Regions from separate parts of the Sus scrofa genome. Here all the other regions are linked to region 3. The links are chromatin contacts, called in public Hi-C and promoter capture Hi-C maps. All regions are on one chromosome and are shown on one strand. Each heading gives the region's core, a stretch centred on a gene start, on an enhancer-like site or on the middle of the called end of the contact. The rest is flanking DNA. Distances are from core to core; before and after follow the strand shown.

Region 1 (3,736 bases), core at 240-2,739, 71 kb before region 3:
ACAGGTAGGTTTCTGGAGTAGGGATGCCGATCAGTCTCTGGCCCAAGGATCCAGGCAGCAGCCCCCAGGCTGGGCCCTGGAGGACCACCTCCCCCACCCCCATCCAGCCCTTACCCGGCAGGTTGAAGAGTGTGTTGAGAACATGGAAACGCGCAGGTCGTCCCTCTGAATGAACTTGCTGGGGTAGAAGCCCCATATCTCTGCCCTGCGGAGCGGGGGCGCTGAGTGTGGCTGATGCCCTCTCCCCAGCGCCCCCTAGAGGCCTGGCCAGGCCCTGCCATTACTTCCCGCCTCGACCCCTCCTTCTCTCCCTCTATTCAGCCAGCAGTGGGGCCCCTGCAGTGTCCTGAATCACCCCTCCCCCACCCCAGTCTTTCCTCCAGCATCCTGGCTCCCACCGGGTCCCTTACTCCGAGAGGAAGGTAAAGCCTTGGGTGCCCAGCAGCACGTTCCCGTGGGCATCCACCTTCAGCAGGTTTCCGTAGAGAGCATCAAACACCAGTCCCCTGGGAGAGGGCACGGAGGCTGTGGATGGGATGCCAGGGACCACAAGCAGTCACCACCTCCTGCCCTGCGAGCCCCGGCACCTGGGTGGGGAAGGTGGGGTCGTAGGAGTAGCGCAGGATCTCATGCGGGTATCCGATGCACACCAGACGCTCCAGCAGCAGCTCGAAGGTCAGCATCTCGTAGGCCGGGGACTTGTAGGCTGCGGGCGGGGCAGACCCAGGTCCGTGGGCGCCCACCCTCGGCTCCCCCAGCCCCCGATTCCCTGCCTTGCTCCCCTCCCACTACCAGCCAGAGTGTAGTCCATGTCAAAGCCGAAGCAGCAGATATTCCCCAGTGCCAGGCTGCGGTTGACAAAAATCCTGGAAGCAGGAGGACACTGGGATCACCTCCCTGAACAAAAAGCCCAGGGCCTCTCCGAGTCTGTGTGTGTCTGAGCACATGCATGTGAGCGTAGGTGTGAGAGTGTATAAGGTTCCATCTCACCATGCCAGTGTGCTGGGGACATCCCCGTGAGCCAAGATGTGCCGTTTTCAGTGGGGGTGTCACTTTCCTGAGTGGGGTCACTGTGTCCAAGCTGAGAGATGACCCGTTGGTCACAGAAGCGGGGGGGTGCCACGGGGGGCGCCAGCAGGTATAGGCATGTGTGTGTCTGTGTGTGTGTCTGTGTGTGAGGGGGGAGAGCCCCTCCCTGCCAAGTGTGCACTCTCCAGGTTTCCATCTGACACGTCCCTGTCCACCCACAGACTGTGTCCCTTTGCGAGTGCAGGTGTTTGTGTTTTAGGTGTCCTTCTTTCAGTGTATTTGAAGGAGTCTCTCTCAGAGCTGCTGTGCTGTGGGCTTATGTTAGGAAAGGGGGTGTTTATTGAAATTCCCCACCATCACCCCCATCCCAAGTGCCTGTCTCACCACCAGTGCCAGTCCTGCTCCACGGTCTGCGGCTCCCCTCGGGCCACCCTTGGCTCTCCCCTGTCCACGCTGGCCATCGCTGCCAGGATCCAGGAGCCAGTGGTCCCTTTTCCAGCCACCTACACACTATCAGTGGGGCCCAGCAGGTCCCCTCGCCTTAAAGAGTTCAGACACCGCTGACCCAGCTGGCCCCACCCTGGGTCCCCATCTCCTCCTCCTTTGAGGGAGGAGTCAGCCAGGAGAGTCCCCCGTGTCCCCTCCCTCCTTTAAGAAAAGAAAGCGGTAATGACCAGGTTCGTCTATACTGTGCCACCTCCACTTCCAGGGCTCATGCCTCCAAGAACCTCAATCACCTAGAAAGGAACAGAGGACCCAGAATGAAGCAAACTTAGGGGTTACAAAGGCAGGAGTCTTGTGTGCTTTAAAAATAAGAGTGGGGAGTTCCCGTCATGGTGCAGTGGTTAACGAATCCAACTAGGAAACATGAGGTTTCGGGTTCGGTCCCTGCCCTTGCTCAGTGGGTTAAGGATCTGGCATTGCCGTGAGCTATGGTTTAGGTCGCAGACGCGGCTCGGATCCCGCGTTGCTGTGGCTCTGGCGTAGGCCAGTGGCTACAGCACCGTTTCGACCCCTAGCCTGGGAACCTCCATATGCCGCGGGAGCGGCCCAAAGAAATAGCAAAAAGACAAAAATAAATAAATAAATAAATAAATAAATAAAATAAAAATAAGAGTGGGAGTTCCTGTCGTGGCGCAGAGGAAACGAATCCACCTAGGAACCATGAGGTCGAGGGTTCGATTCCTGGCCTTGCGCAGTGGGTTAAGGATCCGTTGTTGCTATGAGCTGTGGTGTATTTCACAGATGCAGCTCGGATCTGACATTGCTGTGGATGTGGAGTAGGCTGGCAGCTACATCTCCGATTAAACGCCTAGCCTGGGAACCTCCATGTGCTGCGGATGCGGCCCTAAAAATAAATAAATAAATAAAAATAAAAATAAAAGAGTGAAAAATAAAATAAAATAAAAGTAAAGTAAAAGAGTATAGGGGTTCCCGTTGTGGCTCAGTGGGTTAAGAATCCAGAGAGTACCCATGAGGATGCAGGTTCCATCCCTTGTCATCCCTCAGTGGATTAAGGACCCGTCGCAGGCCAGCAGCTGCAACTCCAATTTGACCCCTAGCCTGGGAACTTCCATGTGCCACAGGTGCGGCCCTAAAAAAGAAACAATGAAAGAATAAAAAATAAATAAAAGAATGTCTAATAAAGAAAGAACTTAGGACTCTTGCTTTACACACATTTAATTTTTATTATAATTTTTTAAAATTTTGTTGAAGTATAATTGATTTATAATACACACAATTCTAACATAATTGGTTATAAGTCTTCCAAGGCCAAGGCCATTTGAAGAAGTAACTTTGGAGTTCCTGGTAACTGAGCAGGTTAAGGATCTGGCATTATCACTGCTGTGGCGTGGGTCGATCCCTGCACGGGAACTTCCACATGCCGTGGGGATGGCCATCCCCCAAAAAAGAAGTAATTGCTGCTAGAAGTATGCCAGGAGCTATAAGCAGCAATGATGACTAGAATCACAGAATCAAAAAAAGAAAATCAAAATTAAAAAGTGAATATCAAAAAACAGAGCAAGCGGGACCATTGAGTGTACAGCTGTATATAGGTCCTAAGAGTCCACAATTACTGGCTTTGTGACAAAGCTCAATGATTTCCATTCAGAGTTTTAACCTGGATGGAGTTCCCATTGTGGCTCAATGGGTTATGAACACAACATAGTGTCTGTGAGGATGCGGGTTGGATCCCTGGCCTCACTCAGTTGGTTAAGGATCCCGAGTTGTTGCGGCTGTGGTGTAGGTCACAGACGTGGCTTGGATCTGACATGGCTATGGAATGGTGTAGGCTGGCAGCTGCAGCTCCAATTCCACCCCTAGCGTGGGAACCTCCATATGTCGCAGGCGCAGCTCTAAAAGGACAAAAGACAAAAAAAAAAAAAAAAAAAAAAGACGCAGGAGGAAGAACACCTGGTTGTGGGGCATCACTAGGGAACTTCCTCAGCCCTCCCCCTGGGAGTTAGCATGGCAAATATATTAAACGTATCTTTCTTTTGCCACAGCGGAACTCAAGGATCTATCCCCAGACTCCCTCCCCTCGAGGACATGGAAGTCATGCGGTGACATTCAAATACAGTCACTTCAGTGGTTCTCAGGCCACTTCTCCGGGTGAACTCCTGGCCATCTCCAAGGGCTGACTGAACATGTGGGGCTTATGCCCAGCCATGCTTGTAGTTGATAGCTGGTAGCTGGTAGTTAGTTG
Region 2 (3,856 bases), core at 1,053-3,552, 110 kb after region 3:
TACCACAGGTGCAGCCCTAAAAAAGATTAAAAAAAAAAAAAAAAAAAAAAAGATACACCAAAATACCATTCAACTACTAATTTTATTTTTTGCTCTAGAGGATTTTTTAAAATAAGAAATTAATAGAAAATTGGTCTATTTTCAATGAATTAGTATTTCCAAAATTTCTCCATTTGAGTTTCTAATAGAAAGAACATTTGGGGGGGAGTGCACCCAGCGCATGTGGAAGTTCCCAGTCAGGGACTGAACCTGCACCACAGCAGTGACAACACCAGGTCCTTAACCCACTGCTCCACGAGGGAACTCTCAGTTTCTAATAGAGGACACAAAAGTTCTTTGTGAATCCATCAAGAATTTGAAAAGCTGGAGTTCCCGTCGTGGCGCAGTGGTTAACGAATCCGACTAGGAACCATGAGGTTTCAGGTTCGGTCCCTGCCCTTGCTCAGTGGGTTAATGATCCGGCGTTGCCGTGAGCTGTGGTGTAGGTTGCAGACACACCTCAGATCCCGCATTGCTGTGGCTCTGGCGTAGGCCGGTGGCTACAGCTCCGATTCAACCCCTAGCCTGGGAACCTCCATATACCGCAGGAGCGGCCCAAGAAATAGCAACAACAACAACAACAACAAAAAGACAAAAAAAAAAAAAAGAATTTGAAAAGCAGAAATGGGTCCTGGAAGCAAAAAGTTTGAGAATTGCTGGTCTACATAACATCCCTAAAAAATCTGATGTACGTGTGCTCTATTATTTGAGAATGAGCCTTTGTTAATCATATCAATCCTGGGCTCTTTTTCACTGTTTTGATAAATCCAGTACCAATTAACGTTTAAGTAGATGTATAATTTTTCTCATACACATGATACAGCACGAGTCCAGGCATGACAGAAGTTATTTCCCATCAGACAAAATTATTCTGTCTTTTGCAAAAAGGTGAGGGAATCTTCAAAGAAGCCTCAGTGGCTCTTATTTGCAGAAGAGAGTTCAAGCATCAGAGACTTCATCTTCAGGCACAGCTCTTCATCTTCATTCTACCTGTCCCATAACTCAAGTCCTACCCAATGTAAGCACAGGATCGAGTTCCTGAGCTCTGCCCCTTCACTTCCCCTCTTCTTCAATCCTGGGAATCCTGCCCTTTTTCAAACACCTGGATTAGCTGCATCTCCCATGTGCTCCAAGGTACCCTACACAGCCACTTGGCAGCGCAGTTCTCTAGAGAAGTGGCACCAACTGCCTTCGCGGCTCCACCACCTCCACCCAAAACATAATTCCCAGCGCTTAAAACCAAAAACCGTCTCTTAACACAGGCTTGCTTCTTCCTCGCCATCTAAGCCCAGCATCTGGGGCCACGTGGATGCTTATCAATTTCACCTGAACTCTGTTACCATCACCCTCTAGACCACTTTAATGTGGAGCAAATGTTACCAATCACTTAACTGTGGACCAAATATTTCCTACTGAATCTCGCTCTAATACTTCACTCCCGTCTTCCTCAAGATACCTCCGCGCTGAGCCTAGCACACGGTCAAGGAGTACAACTATTTGAGATTCTACCGTGACACCCACGCCGTCACCTCTCTGGGTCCTCTGCCCTAGGCCCGTGCCGCACTCCCCCCACCTCCTGGATCATTTCCCTCACCCTCCCAAGCCCCGAGCCTCAGTCCTCCTGCCCGCTCCTCCAGCACTCCACACGCCGCCCCGCCCCCACTTCCGCCTTTGCCTCCCTCCTCCAGCCCCGCCGGGCCCCTCTCCTCCGCCCGCCTGTCGCAGAGAGGCTGGCTGCGCCGGCAACTCAGAGCGAAGGGAAGCCTAGGAGGACGGCGCGCTCACCTGCACCGCGTGGCTGAGCCCCTCGCGCACGGCGTAGTTGAAGGACTCGACGTGCGCCCGCGTCAGCTCCTGCAATGCTGGCTTTTGCTGTTCCCGCGGGATCCCGTAAGAAGGGTCGGTCAAATGCTTCAGGCTGGGCCCGCTGGGCAAGTTCCGCCACCGGCTGCTGGGATCCATGCCTGCACACCGGGCGTCTCTTCTACCACTCGGCACGCGCCGGAAAGAGTGGCTGGGACCGGGTACCCACGGCCTGCAGGGAAATGTAGTTTCTTTTGTTCCGCCTACCCTGGGCGCTCCGATTTTATAGAGCCGACTTGAAACCAGTACTGTGGAACGAATGGGCCGGTTTAAAACTGTGTACAGCGGGAGCGCAGAGGGATCTCCCGGTCTCTTACCTGCGCTGTGCGCTGCTTGGAAGGTGGAAACCCGCTCCAGCGCCAATTCGACGTGAGACATCTTCCGCTCGCCTTTGCCCTGTTAGGACCCGCGGAAAGCTGTCTTCATAGATTTCCTGATCTTCGTCTTGACCGCTTTGCGATCCAATGCTGAGGCAGATTGTGGGGTGACACCCAACCTGAGTCCTGGCTTCAAGGGAAAAGCAGATGTTGCGCACCAAACTGCTCTCTCTACCCAATTCTGAAGTCGCGAAAGCCCATTGCTGGGATGGTCAAGAAGTGGCCTGCCCTCACTACCCGCTTCCCACGTTCTAGACTGGAGACCGAGGGGCCTTCTAGCCTTAAGATCCTTTGAGTCTACTATGAGTCCTATGAAGCACTGTCTTCCCAGAATACAGATTTTATCAGGGAATGCCTGCAGCTGTCTTTCACCTTCATCTTTTGTGAATGTGTGTGTTCAACAGCTGTATTCTCTATTGCCGTACAATAAACTACACACATTTGACATACAATACAGTACACACATTTAAAGTGTACACGTTGATAATTTTTGACCTATGTACACATCCTCGAAGCCACCACCACAATTAAGGCAACGAATTAACTCACCACTCCCAAAAGCATCCTCCTGCCCTAATTTCATCTTTACCTAGGTCAGTGGGTAATTTTCATTCCCCTATCACTTTTTAAAAGTTACTCTCTCAGAGTTCCCATTGTGGCTCAGTGGGTTAAGAACCTGACTGGTATCTGTGCGGATGCAGGTTCAATCCCTCACTCAATGGGTTAAGAATCCAGTGTTGCCACAAGCTGTGGTGTAGGTCGCAGATGCAGTTGGAATCTGGTGTTGCTGTGGCTGTGGTGTAGGCTGGCAGCTGTAGCTTGGATTTGACTTCTAGCCCGGGAACTTTTGTATGCTGCAGGGGCAGCCCTAAAAAGAAACAGGGGGAAAAAATGTGTTTTAAAAAAGAGATCTCGCCAAAAAGGGGGGGGGGGTGGTCCCTGGTGGCATAGTGGTTTAAGAATCAGACTTTGTCACTAATGTGGCTAGGGTTCCATTCTTGGCCTGGGAACTTCTGCATGCTGTAGGCGAGGCCGAACAAAAACAGTTACTCGTCTGTTTCTTTTGCTTTTCTTAGGGCCTCACTTGCCGCATATGGAGGTTCATAGGCTATGGGTCAAATCCGAGCTATAGCTGCTGGCCTGCGCCACAGCCACACAGGATCCAAGTCCAGTCTTTGAACTACACCACAGCTCACACAAAAGCCCAGATCCTTAACCCCACTGAGCAAGGCTAGGGATGGAACCCACAACCTCATGGTTCCTAGTGGGGTTCATTTCTGCTGCACCACAACTGGGAACTCAAAGGTTCATTCATGTTTCAGCATCTATCAGTACTTTGGCCTTTTCAGGGTTGAAATATACATTTTGTTTATCTACCGGTTAATGGACATTTGGATTATTTCCACCTTGGCTATTATGAGTAATACTGCTAGAAATATCCATGCACAAGTTTTTTAATGGACATATGTTTTCAATTCTCTTAGGTATTCCAGCTAGGAATGGAATTTCTGGGTCATTTGGTAACTCCATGTTTAACTTTTTGAGGTACTGCCAAATTTTTCCAAAGGCAGCTGTCC
Region 3 (3,358 bases), core at 761-3,260:
AATAAAATTCCAGACATAATACCAGAAAGCAGCGGAGAGACGAACCAAGACATCACTAGAATAGAACACATTAAGAAAACATGTCAACGAATGAAAATCAGGAACCAAACAACACTTTCTGGGGGGCCCGAGACATTAGGCATGCAGAAGTTCCCAGACCAGGGATCGGACCCACACCACAATAGTGACAATAACAGCTCCTTAACCTGCTGCACCAAAGACTTCCCCAAAACACACTTTAAATTTACTTTAGTCCATCCCTCCAATTTTAAAGCATATACTCCCATAACACAATGCCATGGTCACATGACAAGAATAAAAAACCACTTAGAATTAAACATACCAATTTTTATCAGTTCAGACCACTTGACACCCTCCTGCCCTTTCGCCACCAGGGAGAAACCAATGGTTGCACCAACAATACAATGGGTTCCAGAAATGGGAAGCTTCAAAAACGAAGCCACTAGTTGCCACACAGCAGAACCTGAAACAGGTCAAGTTTTATGAAGAAAATTGCCAAATTACATTTTGTACGCAGGGCATTCCTAAGAAAATAATCTGAAAGACTGAGCACAAGGAGAGAACTACCCCGCCACAGGAAATGTGCTCAGCCATCGTTCAGAGGACAATACAGAAAAAGAACTTACCAAACATCGCGCTGACGGAGCCGGCCATCAGCAGCTCTTGGGTCGCGTTGTACATCTCCACGTCAATCAAGCCCTTCCGGATCGTTTCGCTCACTTTGGCCCCCAGTAGGACGGAGCCCACTGTTTCGAAGATACTAGCTAGGATACAGGCTTGCTTCAGGGTCACTACACCTGATCCCACAGCCGTACCAAAAGAATTTGCTACATCATTGGCTCCCACGGAGAAGGCCAGGACAAATGCAATGATGAAGCCCAGGATAAGCATCCATAGGTAATCTACCAATGGACCAGAAGCAGCAATAGTACTGGTGATCAGCGTTGCCACGGTAGATGCCATTCTCTAGAGTAGTGGTTCTTTAATTTAACAAGAGAATTACTGAGCGGTTTTCGAGATGTGTAAACAGAATATGAGGTATCAAAAATGCTCTAATAAATAATACATATTATATAAAATTAAATACTGTAAACTACGGCACAGAAACCGAGCTGGGGAGTTACTGCTATACGCTGCGTATGGGCATCTGTTGTCTGGGGTTTCTTTGGCTCTGGAGGGCTAGAAGCACGGAGCAGAATTCCATGGCGGAGAAGAGAAAGGACGCAAGTTCATCCTGGAAGAAGAGGGAAAGTAACAATAACGGCGCGTCCTTGGGGGGCTGGCTCCGCACCCCACGCGGGCTCACGCAGGCTGGGGGGGGCCCTGCCGTGCCCACAGCCTGCAATCCGCTGACCCCGCCCCGAACAGGACCAGCCGGCGGCGGGCACGTGGCGCCGGGACCACCTCGGCCCGCGCGCGCCCAGCCCGGGCCGGGCCCCGCGCCGCCAGCCCGCGCGCGCCCTCCGCGCGAAAACCGGAAAAGGGCTGTTCCCGCGCGCGCCGCCCGGGGACCGCCAAAAAGGCCCGCGGGCGGCGGAGCCGCCGGGCGGGGTGGGGGGGGTGGGGGAGGGAGGCAGGCAGCGACGCAAGCAGAACCCCGCCACTGGTACCAGCCCAGCCGGCTGACCCCGCGCCGCAGCGTCCGCGCCGGGCCCCGGGGAGAAGAAAGAGCCTTTCTAAGGCGGCACCGCCACTCACCAGAGGAAACGAGGAGCTGAGCGGGAGACGGAGAGGTCCAGGCGGCGGGCTAGAGCCTCGGACACACGTACCTGCGGTCGGCGAGCACACTGCCCGGGCCCGGAGGCTCGGGGAAAGCTCGGCGGGGGTGGAGGCCCACCCGGGAAACAGCCGCGGGCGCCTCAGCAACCGAGCAAAAGAAGCATGCTGCGCGCGCCGGCAGCCATCATCTAGCGGCGCACGCTGCCGGCCTCTACTTATAGCCCGCGCCGCGCCCCGCGTGACCCACCGCGCCTCGCGCCGGCCCAGGAGCCCCGCCCTCGGGCTGACGCAGCCCCCGCCAGCCCGGCGTGCCCCTCTGGGGGATCCCGACGGCGGCACTCATTGGCCTGTCTGGCGCCGGAGGCCACGCCCCCAGAGGGGAGCCTGTCCACGTGGGGAGGGCCAGCTCGCTCCCTGCGGCCTTGCCCTGGAGCCGTGGCACCGTCTGGCCCTGTAGGCTAGTGATGGGGGCGGCGGGGGACCCTCACCGCGGGGGTCATAGAGGACAAGACCAAGGTTATAGTTACCGCCTCGCGAGCTGAGCTTTACGGAGCAGGCCGCACCTCTAGCAGCACTTTCCGCGCACTTGTGACCTGCAGCATCCGGAGGCCACACCTGGCCGAGTTCCCTCCCTCCCTTCCTCCTGTTGACGCTGCAGGGGAGCTGGCGCCCTGGGGCTCCGGATCCAGTCCTGGCACGTTGTCGCACCTGTGACTTGCCCTTGGCCGGACAGGCACTGTCCCTCGCCGGGGGAGGGAGAGGGCTCACGTGGTCCCCTTGCTCCCGCAGTCATGCACTTGGATGAAAACCGTAAGACTGAGAAGTCACGAGAACCAGGTTGTCTCCCAGTTGTGGCGCAGAGCCACTGGGTAGCTGTGGATCATTAATTTCCCCGTGGCAGACCTCCTGCGTTTTCTGCACCGCGGCTGTGGCCCCGGGGAGAGGGAAGGCTACTGCTTCGGATTCAAATCCTTACTCCTACTTACTGCAAGTGTCACCTTGAGCGACTTCAGATCTCTCTGACTTTGCTCTCAGGAATGTAAATTGTTAACAATCAGTACCTACCTGGTAGCGGGAATTAAATGAGTTAACGTGTGTGAATGTGAGTAGATCTCTGTAGGTGTTCAGTGAATGCTCATTTCCGTGAATATTCCTGTTTTAGAATGTAGAAAAGGATGTGAGGGGTTTTCTCTTTGCCTCCTGGAAGCTTTCCTATTTTCAAGTAAGTTGATTTTTGGCCTTTCTTCATGGTATATAATCTAGTTTTGACATTAATAAGATTTGCTCTGCACATTTGGGGATATTTCATTATTCTGCTTAAGATCAAGACTAAGCAGTCGTGCCAAGGGAGATTAAGGTCTGCTCTCTTGTCAGGGTTGTGGTGGGATTAAAGAATTCCAACCAGAAACACAGCCAGGCTTAGAATGTTCTGGAGCTCTCCCCACCTTTTCCCGTCTCTAGAAGCTGGGCACTGAATAGTGAGAACACAGAGGTTGTAAATCATTGCTGTGTATGGGTCATCTTTGGAGGCTTAACCTCCACCTGAGTATCCTCTGACCTACCTAGCAAATCTGGTGGAGTTATATGAGTAACTTACAAAGCTCTAAGTCCCAAGGTC

The links. Promoter capture Hi-C pulls out the DNA fragments that hold promoters and counts their contacts. Hi-C and Micro-C count contacts between places; a contact is called where the count stands out from the background.
Region 1: a promoter capture Hi-C map of fetal liver shows a contact between it and region 3, with 3 times the contacts expected there. The contact joins the promoter of NT5DC4 here to the promoter of SLC20A1 in region 3. A contact is called at or near these places in 3 of 5 promoter capture datasets (fetal liver, fetal skeletal muscle and liver), 10 of 47 Hi-C or Micro-C datasets (adipose tissue, blood, embryonic fibroblasts and 5 more) and 1 of 2 datasets of contacts at active chromatin or transcription factors (alveolar macrophages).
Region 2: a contact with region 3 is called in a Hi-C map of liver, with 2.6 times the contacts expected there. The contact joins the promoter of POLR1B here to the promoter of SLC20A1 in region 3. A contact is called at or near these places in 6 of 47 Hi-C or Micro-C datasets (embryonic fibroblasts, epiblast stem cells, liver and 1 more).

Annotation. Positions count from the first base shown.
Region 1 is chr3:43,787,633-43,791,368 of Sscrofa11.1, forward strand. It overlaps NT5DC4 (5'-nucleotidase domain-containing protein 4), which reads right to left and starts at 1,490. Exons shown (of 18, transcript XM_021088385.1): 1 at 1,414-1,490; 2 at 793-866; 3 at 593-706; 4 at 411-510; 5 at 159-205; 6 at 115-156; 7 at 1-12. The coding sequence starts at 1,490.
Region 2 is chr3:43,971,981-43,975,836 of Sscrofa11.1, forward strand. POLR1B (DNA-directed RNA polymerase I subunit RPA2) reads right to left here and starts at 2,303. Exons shown (of 15, transcript XM_003124801.6): 1 at 1,825-2,303. The coding sequence starts at 2,280.
Region 3 is chr3:43,858,537-43,861,894 of Sscrofa11.1, forward strand. SLC20A1 (sodium-dependent phosphate transporter 1) reads right to left here and starts at 2,011. Exons shown (of 11, transcript XM_021087023.1): 1 at 1,720-2,011; 2 at 648-1,255; 3 at 344-484; 4 at 1-55. The coding sequence starts at 984.